2 separate regions of the Neogale vison genome follow, and region 2 is linked to region 1. The links are chromatin contacts, called in public Hi-C maps. All regions are on one chromosome and are shown on one strand. The core of a region is the stretch at or near the end of the contact, and the rest is flanking DNA. Distances in the headings are between cores, read along the strand shown.

Region 1 (7,103 bases), core at 1,946-4,445:
CATAAATTTACTTCCTGGGATAAGAACTAATTCAACTAACTCCAAAACCCATACCCTTTCCAACATACAACACTGATCAGAGAACATTCATTGTAAATATTATTTTAATCCCATTTTCATTAGTGTACTTTCTAATGTTTGCTCACACCAAAACTTAATCACTTTTTGGGGAGTACTCCACTTGAAGCCTCAGACGATCTTCCTGCAGTCGCTGCCCGTCAGTTCATCATTTCGTGTCAGCAAAAAGTAGTGTCATTTATACACTTGGGAATTTCAATGTCTAGTTCCTTATCTAGATATAAATTGTAAAATTAGCATGAGCCCAAATTCAAAAGTTATTCTACTGTGTGCTGTTATTCAAACTCTTCCACCCAGTGTAGTATCTGTTGCTAAACATTTAGCTTATCATTTACAGACCATCCCATGTCTTCCCTACCACATGCCAGACTGTATTTTTGATAGGTTTTATTGCTAGGCCCTGGTAAATGCTTTTGTAAGTCTAAGTTAATTATATTCATCGGCATTCCTCATACACACACGGATATAACCCTTCAAGAATAATAGTGACTACTTTATTCTCTACCAAGCACCAACTACTGTGCTAGGTTGTTTATGCAATTTTATTTAATCCTTAAAAAATCTCTGAAATGTAGATATTATTGTTACCATTTTTGTACAAGAAAACTGAGGGTTTAGAGCGTGTTCCAAAATTTACATTACATACATAGGTGGTGGAGGCCAGAATTCATGTCCAGTTTTGTACAAATCCTCAGCACATTAGATAGGCATAATTACCCCTGTACATAAACATAGAATATTATTTTCTCCCAGATTATACTGACTCAATCTAGTGTTTGTTATAAATTAGGTCCACCTGAACGAAAGTAAGATTTCCTGTTTTATAGTTTCCGTCCCTTACTCTGAGTCTTTAAGAGTGAGGATCATATGGTCAATGAACCTGTCCTCAAGGATAATGATTGTTTTTGTTCAAATAAATCTAGAAAGATTCTGCCCGCTTCAACAAGAATAAAACTGAGGCTAAAACCTTTCTTATGTCTTCCACAGCACTAAGTATATTCAAACATACAGGTTTATTGTGATTGTTATTCCTATGGCTCTTTTGTCTATTTTTGTTGTTTTTTTTTTCATTTTTGTAGCTAGATCAACTGATTCTTGAGCTCTAAAGGCACAATTCCAGCATGCTGAAGCCCTTGCAAGGAGCTTTTCAAAGGCTATTTTATATTCTCTTCATTTAGGATTCATGTCCTTAAAAGAGAATATATACCCAAGTTATATGAAAATGTAACAATCAAACAAATGAATAAACTTTCATAATCTTAAACTTTATGATTTGAAAAATTATTAAAAAGGGCTACTGCAAATCTGAGAAAGAAGAGGAGAGAGGAGATACTATTTGCAACAAAGGGATGGAGAAACAAGGTAAAAGCTATATCATACTTTTGGAAAATGGGACTGAAAGAGAGAAACTGCATAGCCCGCACCAACTGTCTCACTGTGGTTAATGTTAGATGACAAATATGGCAAAGCAGAAAAAACAAAGGATGGGGTGCCTGGGTGGCTCAGTCAGTTAGGCAGTCAAGTCTTGATCTCAGGGTTGTAGGGGAAAAAAATGAAAACAAAATAAAAGGACCCTGTTGAAGATCGTCTGTTAACAATCATCTACCCTGTTTATTCTACCAACTGGATGTTAATTTAGCTTAACAAAACCCTTTTATAAAATGCAAATATATCCTTGGAGAGTTAAACCTATTGGTCTTTATACTTTTACCCTGAGTTACTATAATTAGATTGTCAATAATTTAACTATAAACTTTCAGAGTCTGTTGAGTTTTAAATTGGGTATTTTGATTTAAGCATGGAGCAGTTCAGATTAAAAACCATGAAGATCTCTGATAGTCTAAGCACTGACAAAGGTAGAATGGTGAGACACTCAGGAAGAACAAGGCAGGGAAAAGGAAGTGAAAAAATACCTACTTTACAATTTTGCCACATAAAAATAAGAGGTTATGATTCAAAGATCTTAGTTTCCTTTCTGCTCTATAATTCTGAGGGCTACTATGCAAAGAACGAAATGTTTTACATACCAAATCATAGTATGCTATATTTTCCTTCCTGGAATCTATACCATCCAACATTAAAATAAAAACTCCTTTTTCTAACTCAAGATAACAGAGGGTAATTTATCAAAACTAGTTCCAGAGGACAAAGGAAATCAAAAGGAGAAATCAAAGGGCAGTAAATAACTTTCTAAAAAAATGAGTAACACATCCTCAAGTATTTTGATAGTCAGTATTTGATCATTGTCTGAACGAAATTACGGGTCAAAAGAGATACAGATTACTGGAACGGTTCAGAATATCTACCCAGGAACACATGAAACAAGAACTCTAAACAGCCAGAGACAGAAAAAGTGAAGAAAAGAGGGAATATTTCCCTACCAGCCTCAAGGTATTCCTTTCCTCCGCATAATAATAGTTCGGTACTTTGCACCCTTCCATCTGTCACCTTACTATTTCCCTGTCCATAGCTGCATCATCTACCAGTCACGTCTGTCTCCACAGTCACCCCTGTAGGTCTCCTCCACAAAGTTTCCCTTTCTGCTTCTTGGTCTCACTCGAATCTCTCTGCCCAGGGTTTACCCACACCTGCTCAACTCCGGCTCCTTCCACGAAACCCTTGGGACTCCAGGCAGAGCAACGGATAGCGCTGGACACGCCATTCTCCAGCAGACTAAGGGGGTCTGTGGGAACACAACTCTAAGAGGTTTGTGCCTCCACACCCCCATATCCAGAGTTCCCTCTTACTCCCGGGGACCGTCCTCACTCACAGCGTACGGTGTGGAAGGCGCAGCGCGGCTGCTTCTCAAAAGTCTCGCCTAACTTGAGAACCCGCTCGCGACGGTCCATGTGCGAGAGTCCCGCTGCTCCATTCATCATTTTTCTCTGGCTGCGACTTTGCCTTGGCCACCTGCGCTGCCTCCCGTCTGCCACCTCATCCTGAAGCAGCTGCACTTGCCCTGGCCGGGACAGCCAGCAGACTCCGCCCCGCGCCTGACGAGCGCAGCCCCCTGGGCTCCTCTCGCGTGCTGACTGGCTGCCCGGAGGGGAGGCCCCGCCCCCTCGCTCTGAGGATCCTGGTCCCGCCTCCAGGCCCTTTCCCGCGTTGCGACGCACGCCGCCGTGACAAGGCCGCGCTTCTGAGGTGCTTGGTGGAAGCAGGGGCTCCTGGAGGAGAACGCGAAGAGAGGATGAGGTAACTCACCTCAGGTGGCGACTGGGGAAGAAGAGAATCTCGAGGTGCCGGGAAGCCAAGGCCACAGGGGTTCGGGGCCAAGCGTCCCGGCACATAGCCGCTCGTAGCGGGAGGATTTGCGCCCTTTCTGTGGAGATCTGTAGTAGAAACTGAGGCCCGGGGAGGAGCGAGAGCGGGGCACAAGGCCCGGTGTCTTGCCCAAGGCCTGGTACCGCCGAGGCTGGGTCCAGAATCCGGAGCGAAGGAGCTCGCGGCCTCGGAGTCTCGGACCTTGGACCTCACTGGAGGCGACGCCGTTACCTGGGCAATAGCCTTATGATCTTTTCCAGGGAAGTTCCTGGTGGTGTTGGGACAGGGGACCGGAAGGAAGGGGAGAAAAGATTCGGAGTTAGAAATTACAGATTTCGAATCAGTTGCAACCAGATTGCATTAGGTAGCCTTCTTTTATTTATTTCCTTCACAGTGATTCTTGGAGGCAGTAACAGGCACGGGCAGGAAGACGAAATTACCAAAAGATCAAGGCCCAAGTTCCTGCTGTGGCAAAGGGTAATAGCATTAATAATTGAAAAATAATTGTCTTTTTTTTTTTTTTCCTGTTTAAAGTTCACGAGTTTCATGGCAAAGATGAGGGAAGTGTTTTATTAGAGAAGAAGCATCCAACAAAAGTTTACAGATGGTTGTCGCAACCGGTGGTTGTTTTTCAGGGTAAGTATGTAATCAAACTCTACTCCCATGCTTTCTTAGCCAAATTCGTCTATTTATTGTTTTAGCCAAGGACATGCATATGTCTCCCTTACTGTATCTGCTTGTTTAAATTCTGCTTTTTAAATAAGTATTAAGATTGTTTAGTGTGGTAATTAAATGCTCAGGTTCTGGAGCCAGAATTTTTGTATTTCAACCCCAGCTTCCTACTTTACAGTGTGACTTCATGCAAACTAAAATATGCTCTTCATTAAAAAGGGGGGGGGGATAATAGTGCTTACTCCTTAGAGTTGTTGAGAGGATTAATTGAATTAATACATGAAAGGATTTAAAACAATTCACAGCACATAGTAAAATCTCTCCAAATGGTTGTCATTATTGATGTATAACTCCACTGTCTGGCAATATTTTAGAACCACTCTTGGTTTCTGCTTTCTTTTCTAAATCTTGAATTATTCTAAAAAGTAGGAATTGCTGTATTGTTTACAGATAAGAAAACTGGTTGAGAGAAACCCACTCCTCTGACTCTGTGGTTTGTTTTCTTATCATCTCTGTCATCTATTTGGCACTTAAAGTATTTTACATAATTAAGTATTTTATTTTACACTTGTGTATAAACATGCATGTATACTTTTTCTTTCCCAACCAGAACATGAACAATAGGGACTCTGTCCCATATAAAATTCTTATGACTGATGCATCTAACATAGTGCTCTACACACGTGTTTGGTGATAATAATGTTTCAGTGGTGTTGTATTATGTTAACTAGAGGGGAACAACAGTGTTTTAAGCCTATTTTACTTAAAAAAGACTTTCATTTAGAAATTTGAGGTTTACATATTGTAATAAAAAAGAAAGCAGAGAGTCAACAAATTGAGATACTATCTTACACCAGTTAGAATGGCAAAAATTTACAAGGCAGGAAGCAACAAATGTTGGAGAGAATATGGAGAAAGGGGAACCCTCTTAAACATTTGCTGGGAATGCAAGTTGGTAGAGCCACTTTGGAAAACAGTATGGAGGTTCCTCAAAAAGTTTAAAGTAGAGCTACTGTATGACGCAGCAATTGCACTACAGGATATTTACCCCAAAGATACAGTTTTGGTGAAAAGAAGGGGCATATGCACCCCCCAATGTTTGTAGCAGCAATGTCCTCAATAGCCAAACTGTGGAAGGAGCCGAGATGCCCTTCCACAGGCAAATGGCTAAAGAAGATGTCCATATATACAATGGAATATTATTCAGCCATCAGAAAGGATAAATACCCACCATTTGCATCGACATGGATGGAACTGGAGGGGATTATGCTAAGTGAAATAAGTAAGAGAAAGTCAATTATGTGGTTTCACTTACTTGTGGAGCATAAGGAATAGCATGGAGGAAATTAGGAGAAGGAAGGGAAAAATGAAGGGGCGTGGTGAAATTAGCAAGGGAAACAAACCATGAGAGACTATGGACTACTGGAAACTGAGGGTTTCAGAGGAAAGAGGAGTGGGGAAATGGGATAACCTGGTGATGGGTATTAAGCGGGGGCACATATTGCATGGAGCAGTGGGTGTTATATACAATCATGGAACACTACATCAAAAACTAATGATGTACTGTATGGTGACTAACACAACATAATTAAAAAAAAAAGTGAGTTTTGAAATGCCTGTAGAACATGGAGCACTGGGTGTTATATACAATGAATCATGAACGCTATGTCAAAAACTAATGATGTACTGTATGGTGACTAACATAACAGAATAAAAATTAAAAAAAAAGTAAGTTTTGAAATGCCCAAAGTTTGTACTTTTATTCCCTGCTTCAGCTTTTATTTATTAACTACCTACCAGGTATAGGTTAAGGCACTGGTCTAGCCCCTGGGTAAATGACAGTGAATCAAGAGATAAGAAGGCAGCAACCAAGGGTGATATGAGTTTTACTGTCATGAAACCTACTGGTATGAATTTTCACCAAACATGTATTAAAATGAACCAGGTTGTACCAGCCCTGAAATTAAAAAAAAAAAATTAGATTAATGAATTAAATAGAGTTCAAAGATGTACCCAAGTGACATTTCAGATTGCTTTGTTTATATCATTCATGACATATTACTTCAGAAATTTATGATAGCTGTATGCGTTTGTTCTTTTCTACAAATCTATAACCTCATCTAACTTAAAAAATATAGTTAGGTTTCTGTCATACACCATTCACGAATAAGTGTGTATTGAAAATATAAAGATATGTGAATGAAGATAGCACTAAAACTAACCATAAAAACACCAGAAAAAATCAAGAGACTGTATTTTAGATTTTAAGGTAGGGAGAACCTTTCTAAGAATGTCACCAAGGTAGATGTCATATAATAGAAGATTGTTACACTTGAGTATGTGGAAATTGTAAAATTGTGATAGAGACACTATATTTAATAAATGACAATGAGAAATTGTTTACAGCCAATATAAAAGGTAAAGTGTTCAGATCCATAACAAAAGCTGAAAGCTTCTACAGAAGAAACCAATATATAAATTGTTGAAGGATATGAATAGAAAATATATAAAAGAAGAAGCAGACAGGGAACATGAGATGTGCCTAATTTGTCTAATAATCAAAGCAATACAAATTAAAACAAGATGATGCCATTTTTCATCTAGCAGAAATGTAAAAGATAACAGTTTGTAATAAGGAAGGCTTAGTAAAATGAGCACCCTCATGTGTTGCTAGTGGAAATACAAATTGGAACACCCATTTGAACACCCATGTGGTTTAAATATATTTTGATGCACTCTTATAAAGGAAGCATAGCCTAATGCAGCCACTGGAAAGAGTGAGATAACTGTATCTACTCTCTTGGAAAGTTGTATGTCTACTATGCACCAGGAGTGACACCAGGAGCTGTGGTGGGCTTTCTTTGAAATATTTTCAGAAATTTTTTTTTAAGATTTTATCAAAATTTTTTTTGTGATTTATATTTTACTTAAAGCTTGTATTATATCCAAGTCTTGGGTATAAAGTGGTGCCAGTGGTGAAGAATAATAGCTAAAAGTGAGTGAGTTAGAAGTGTCATTTGGGAATACATTTTGTGTTTTTTACTGTTTTACATGGAAGGGAAGATAATTAACATTGTAGCTAAAACCAT
Region 2 (7,103 bases), core at 2,066-4,565, 310 kb after region 1:
AATACACAAAGGTAGTTTGAATAAATTTTATTTTTCTATACAACCTCTGCATTTTCAAGAGAAAAATCACTATTATTTGTGCAAACTTAATAAAATAATCACATGACATATTTGAATGTATGTCTACTGTTATTTGAGTTTCCTTTGCTTGTTTTTAGCAATATTAGGCTGAATAAGAAACCACTTCTAGGGCAACACACATTTCTAAACATTTGGGATGTGTAGCAAATACTTTTTTTTAAAAAATTTATTTGACAGAGAGAAATCACAAGTAGATGGAGAGGCAGGCAGAGAGAGAGAGAAGGAAGCAGGCTCCCTGCTGAGCAGAGAGCGCGATGCGGGACTCGATCCCAGGACCCCAAGATCATGACCTGAGCCGAAGGCAGCGGCTTAACCCACTGAGCCACCCAGGCGCCCAACAAATACTTTTTTTAAAACATTCATGGGGGCTTAAGTGGGTAGGAGAAGAATCCATGAAACAAGATGGGATAGGGAGGGAGACAAACCATAAGTGACTCTTAATCTCACGAAACAAACTGTGGGTTGCTGGGGGGAGGGGGGTTGGGAGAAGGGGGGTAGGGTTATGGACATTGGGGAGGGTATGTGCTTTTGGGTAAATTGGAAGGGGAGATGAACCATGAGAGACTATGGACTCTGAAAAACAATCTGAGGGGTTTGAAGTGGTGGGGGGGTGGGAGGTTGGGGTACCAGGTGGTGGGTATTATAGAGGGCACAGCTTGCATGGAGCACTGGGTGTGGTGAAAAAAATAATGAATACTGTTTTTCTGAAAATAAATAAATTGGAAAAAAAAAAGGAAAAAAAAAACATTCGTGACTAAACTGGTAAAAATTTAAAAAAATAAACTGGTAAAAGTCAAAGAACTCCTTGTAGGACAGAAATGTCAATCAAACAATCAAACATTCTAAAAGAGTAGGTGAAGCATTAAAACCAAAGTTTACCATAGTGATGTCTGCTGATTCCTGGTGGTGTAGTGTGTATTTTAATGGATTATGTATTCTGGGCGATAGAAGTCTGGGACTCCCAACAGGTGAGAGGTAAGATCTAAAAAATACAAAGCTAAAACCCAAGAAGGGCAGAACTCTAAGTAAAGCAGAGAAATAACTGATCTGCAGATTGAGATGGTAAGGCCGGAAGCTCGTCCAAATCTATCTAGTGTCATTTTACTACTTCTCTATTTTTAAAAAACTTTGACCCAGAGATTCAGTTTAAATTGGCCCAGAATTGGTATGTCTCTCAGGTAACTGGAGGAAATACATCCACGTATTTTTCTTCTGGAAGATTTTGTTTATTTGTTTTATTTATTTTTTAAGTAAACCCTTACTTTTAAGTAAACACAATGGAGCTCAAACTCATGACTGGGAGATCAAGAGTCACATATTCTACCAATTGTGCCAATCAGACACCCCTCTGAAAGATTTTTAACTCAGACCTTGAAGAATTACCACATGTAAAATCCCAAGGAACACAAGCTCAGACACAATTAAAAGATGGGAAATACTTCTGGTGTATTAGTATTAATTATTACAATACCTGTTAGTGTAACAAAATTTTTAAAAAATTTTGAAAAGTAGCTTTCTTTTCTCAATTTTTCTGAGTTTCTTTCTTTCTTTCTTTTTTTTTTTAAGTTAGAAACATGTTGAATGTTTGAAATAAACTGGAAATTTGGAAATATTCTCTAGACTTTTTACTAGGATGACATAAACTTCTCCTTACATTTCCTTTCTAATTATTTTCCTCATCTGATCATAGTTCACGTAATAAAAATAGTGTGAGATTTGTGAGAGTTTTTTTGTTTGTTTATTATTTTCCCTTAAAACGCTGGATTTACAATGGAAGCAATATTAGGATGTTTAAGTATCACTTTCTTTTATTATGTGGAGGGCACTATTCTTTTTTTTTTTTTTTTTAAGATTTTATTTATTTATTTATTTGACACAGAGATCACAAGTAGGCAGAGAGGCAGGCAGAGAGAGGGGTAAACAGGCTCCCTGCTGAGCAGAGAGCCCCATGAGGGGCTTGATGCAAAGCTCTATCCAAGGACGCTGGGATCATGACCTGAGCCAAAGCCAAAGGCGCCACCCAGGCGCCCAGTGGAGGGCACTCTTCTAAGCACTCTACACACATTGACCTTTTTTAGTACTCGTAATAACCAGTTTTTTAAAAAAATTATTATCCCTATCATATACATGCAAAAAAGGAAGCCCAAAGAGGTTAAGCAAGTTGCCCAAAACCACAGCTATTAAGTCTTCAAACCTAGACTGCTGGCTCCTGAATTTCACTCTTGGCCTCTATGCTATACAGCATCTCAGGAAGTTCTTCCATGACTACAATGTAAATTAGGAGTCCTTCCGCTTCTTTGATAGCACTGTTCATTTTTGCCTGAACGTTAGTACAATTTAAAATTTTTAATTAATTTGTCTGTCTCCTTCTCTACTCTTTTTCTCTTTGAGAGCAGAAACCATTTCATGCCATATTCCTGCCATTTACCCAGATGGCTGGTACACAGAAGGTGCTCAATAAATGGTTGAGTGAACGAACGCAGGGCACTAGCATAAAAGAGAACGAGGTGAACCATGAGAGACTATGGACTCTGAAGAACAATCTGAGGGGTTTGAAGGGGCGGGGGGGTGGGAGGTCGGGGTACCAGGTGGTGGGTATTACAGAGGGCACGGATTGCATGGAGCACTGGGTGTGGTGCAAAAATAATGAGTACTGTTATGCTGAAAATAAATAAAAAATAAACAAAAAAAAAAAAAAAGAGAGAAGGAAGAAAAATGTTTCCTTCATGGAGTAACGTCTCCATCTTGTGGAATTTTAGAATATTGCCATTCAGCACATTTTAAAAATAAGATCAGGTTTTCACAGAATGGATTCTCAAATGCTATTTCCCAGACTTGTACTATATGTACTTGCACGCATAATCTATAATAAATTTTTAATACCAATTTGTTAAGAAGAGTTACTTCCCTGAGCTACCAATTACGGGCAACCCATGAAGTTAGCAAATCTTGCTATTCACGCAAGAAATGGACAAAAAGAAAGGCTTAGGCCAGGCTGATTATAAATGCAGTTTATGCATACAGAGTCGTTCCCTCCGTCCTCAACCCTTTATCTAGGTGCGGCTCGTTTTCTCTAACGCTAACCTCCAAATGTGGTCGAAGGTTGGAGGTCGAAGACACCGGTGGAGCCGCTCTTTCCCCACGATTCTATGATTCTCGGGTTACTCTCACCACTGAAAACTCTATGGTTCCGGGGCGGGCTGGGAGGCCAGAGTTTGAAGGCCGAGGCGGGAAGATGGTGGCTGCACCTGTCACCAGGCACGGTTTCTCCGGAGCGGGAGGACGCTGGCACTGTGGCTTTCCCTGAATCGCAGAGAAGAATTCGCGATGAATCTTCCGCGCTGGAGTGGGAAACGGCGGCGTTCAGCATCAAGCTCGGACTCCTTCTCGGGAAGTGGCGGGGACGGCAGTGACAGCCTCCTGCTTCACTCGGGGCCCGTGTTGAGTCCTCCCCCGGGCCTGGGATGCTGCTTGAAGGACCGCGGCCGCCCGCCGGCCGCAGCTGCAGGTACTCCCAGGCACTCGGGGGTCCGCGGGCGAGGTGGGCGGCCCAGTGTGGGGAGGTGTAGTTTCAGCACAGAGTGTGTGTGTTTGCACAGCCCACTGAACTTCTACTCCCCTTCTCAGTCTGTGACTCTGGCCTAGCGTGGCAGGTCACTTTCTGTTAGGTCATGGACGTGCGGATTGGGCGACAGCCTGGTAGTAATATTCAACTGGTTTGTGAGTCTTTCGACCTTTGCAGAAACAACTTTCTAGTTGGCCAAATCTAATCACCTATCGGAGGCTCACGCCTCATAGTGCCCAGTACGCCATACAGAGCCTTGTACTGGAAGTGCTTTATGTTTGCATATGCTTTATATAGCCTCAGTGCAACACAAGAACTCCAAAACACAGTGGAAGTCTACCGAAGTCATATGTTAGAATTAGGTTCAACTACTAATTTTTTTTTTTTTTTTTTTCCTGAAAGGGGAATGCAAGCAGACAATTCCTGACGATCAAATAGACAAGTTGCTGTTGGCAAACTGGGGACTTCCTGTAGCGGTTCTGGAGAAATATCACAGTTTGGGTGTAAAAAAGATGTTTGAATGGCAGGCAGAGTGCCTTTTGCTGGGACAAGTCCTGGAAGGAAAGAATTTAGTCTATTCAGGTATTCAAATTTGTGCACATTAATTTCTGTACTACTTTATGACATGAATATGAAGGATACCGCTGAGGTAGTTATGAAGTAGTTTAAAAGGTAGTAGTTATGGGGTAGTTAAAAACTGAATGAAACAGTGATTTATAACTAGAGAAAGCCTTAAAATATGAAAAGTGGAGTCTCATCATATGCATATTTAAGTTATGCCAATGCCATTATGGTGAGGGTGGGGAGCAAAAAAGAAGACAGTTTAAAGAGAACTATTCTGCTTGGTTTTCCTCTCAACAAACATGTTCCAGGATGAAAGTGCAAGGGAAGTGTACATCTGTTCTTCCCCTGGTTGATCTCAGTTGCTTTACAGTGTGTGACCATTATACATTACATATTTATAAATTGACCATCTTGTACGGGGATGTATACACAAAACCATATGTAATTTACCAAGTAGAAGACTTACATAGGCTTTCAGGGGCAACTCTGACATTCATACTTTTTAACATTTTTACTCACTGACTTTAGACCTTATCATTTGATAAGATGTGCTTTCTTTGTGTCAGTTTTTTTGAAGTTGTGAGTCATCCAGAGTTTTCATTATGTCTTCGGCAGATAGTTCTTACTACTACTAATAAATTCAGGCTGTAGAGTCAGATTGGTTGGGTTTGAAAACTGTTACAGTTAATGCCTATGATAATTAATAGCTTATTAATAGAAAACATGAGAGAATGCTTAGAAGAGTTGTTGGCATATAGAAAGTACACCATAACTGGTAGTAGTGGTAGAATGGCCTGACCATTTCAACTCCTTAAACCAAAACTCGAGTGTCATTCATATTTCTGGTCACCAGCTTATATCAGTTAATCACTGTGTCCAGTGTGCATCTCAAATACCTTTTTCTTTTTTTTTTTTTTAAGATTTATTTATTTAAGAGAGAGAGAGAGAAAGAGAGAGAGCGCACACACATGAGAGCGTGAGTGTGCAGGGAGGGGCAGAAAGGGGAGAGGAGGAGAGAACAAGACTCCTCCCTGAGTGTGGAGCCAGACAGAGCCTCAGGCTCATGCCCCAAGATCATGCCCTGAGTGGAAATCTAGAGTCAAATACCCCACCGACTGAGCCACCCAAATGTTTTAATTCTGAGTACTCTTTCTTTTTAGGTACACTACCTAGTTCACTATCCTCTTTCTTGTAGACTATGCTCATCTTCTAGGTTATGCAATAGCCTTATAACTAGTTTATATTTTTTCTCAGGTTTTGTTCTGCTCTGCTCGCAAAGTGATCTTTATAAAGTACAAATATGATCTTAACATACTTTTTCCTAGAACTCACTAGTCACTCTATACTGCTTTCAGGATAAATTCTAAATTCCTTACATGGTGGGATTATAAAATTATTTTTCATGTGACTTGTTCATATCTCTTCTCTAACTCTTTCTGGTTTTATTTCAGGCTTACTAAATTACCATCCTTTGAACTTAGCAGGCTTAGCCTTTGCACATGCTGTTTCTTTTGCTTGGCATTCCTTTCCTCTTCCCTTCTCTTCTCCCAAGTTGTATTTCCTTTCCATAAACTTCATTATAGCTCTTCTCTCTCAACTTCTATCATGGTTTTTACCACAATATATTAAACTTGTTTATCTCCTTCCTCAAAGCAGGGCTTTTAATCATTCAGTATTTAAAGGAAAGGATCATTAGATACAAGCTAGGGACTCAGTATTTATCATTTATTGTTCATAAAAGGATTTGTTTAAGAATTCTCTGTTTTCAGTGTGAGGCTCTCTAGAGCACTGGTTTGAAGTCAGGGACATTTAAGTGAATAAAGTTTTCAGTTGCTAGTAGGGGCCTTAATGATAGGTTAGTCTAAGGCTCTGTAGTTACTGAATTTGGTTTAAAACACTTATTAATACACTATGTCAAATATTCTTTTTGTAATAACCTGTGGAATAACATGTTTTAGCTCCTACTAGTGCTGGGAAGACTCTTGTTGCTGAATTACTTATGTTGAAACGAGTTTTGGAAATGCGGAAGAAAGCTTTGTTTATTTTGCCCTTTGTCTCTGTGGCTAAAGAGAAGAAATACTATCTTCAGGTAATGTTCTTATACTAAGAACATTATTGTAATAAGATCTATTACTGGCAGCTGTGTTAACAAAAAAGTTTCTCTCGTTGCATCCCAAAGTAGCTTTAAAAGTTGGCCATTGATGAAGATAAACTTTTAAATTATTTATATAAAAGGAGAAAGGGTCATTAAATCAAAAGAGTAACTGAAAGTTGTGTTAAAATTTATAAACTTTTCTTTAGGAAGTAAACAGAATATTTCAATTAGCATATAAACATATAAATTAAAAAACAGCATTTTAACTGAATAGCAGGATTAGAATGAAGCATGGAAAGGAAAGAGTGTTTAAGGATGCATATCCTATCTTGAGGGCCATTTGGGAGTAGTTGGGGGAAGAAGATCCAGACCCATTGGTGCTTAGATAAAACTTCAGGCCTGTGGTTTGTTCTTCTGCAAAAATGAATAATAACATTTTTCATTAGTATGATACTCCCTGGTTTTTAAGGCATTTTTACAACTACAGTGTTGCATTAAATAAAATACATTTACTGTTGTGATTTCTGCAGTGAAAAAATGTGTTGGAATGGCAAGACTATTAAACTGGTAGTCCAAAAAAGCTGGGTTCTAGTCCCAGTTTTGCCATTAACTATGTCTTCAGGCCAGGCACATAATCTCCTGGACCTTAGTATTTTCATTGGTAAAAAGGACTTTAACCCTAATATTATGGGTTAACTCAATAACGCTCAGAAACATTTTACTGAATGAACAGCTCTAAAGTTCTATGGTTCTATAAATCTTTTTAACAGTTATTTCAGAGGCCAAATAGCCAACAAA

Evidence for each region. A called contact is a pair of places that touch in the nucleus more often than the background predicts.
Region 2: a Hi-C map of fibroblasts shows a contact between it and region 1, with 4 times the contacts expected there. The contact joins the promoter of POLQ here to the promoter of IQCB1 in region 1. A contact is called at or near these places in 2 of 3 Hi-C or Micro-C datasets (fibroblasts and muscle).

Annotation. Positions count from the first base shown.
Region 1 is chr6:122,713,609-122,720,711 of ASM_NN_V1, forward strand. It overlaps IQCB1 (IQ calmodulin-binding motif-containing protein 1), which reads left to right and starts at 3,196. Exons shown (of 13, transcript XM_044252241.1): 1 at 3,196-3,273; 2 at 3,877-3,978. It overlaps EAF2 (ELL-associated factor 2), which reads right to left and starts at 3,054. Exons shown (of 6, transcript XM_044252242.1): 1 at 2,849-3,054. The coding sequence starts at 2,957.
Region 2 is chr6:123,025,017-123,032,119 of ASM_NN_V1, forward strand. POLQ (DNA polymerase theta) reads left to right here and starts at 3,316. Exons shown (of 30, transcript XM_044252248.1): 1 at 3,316-3,589; 2 at 4,049-4,228; 3 at 6,169-6,299. The coding sequence starts at 3,409.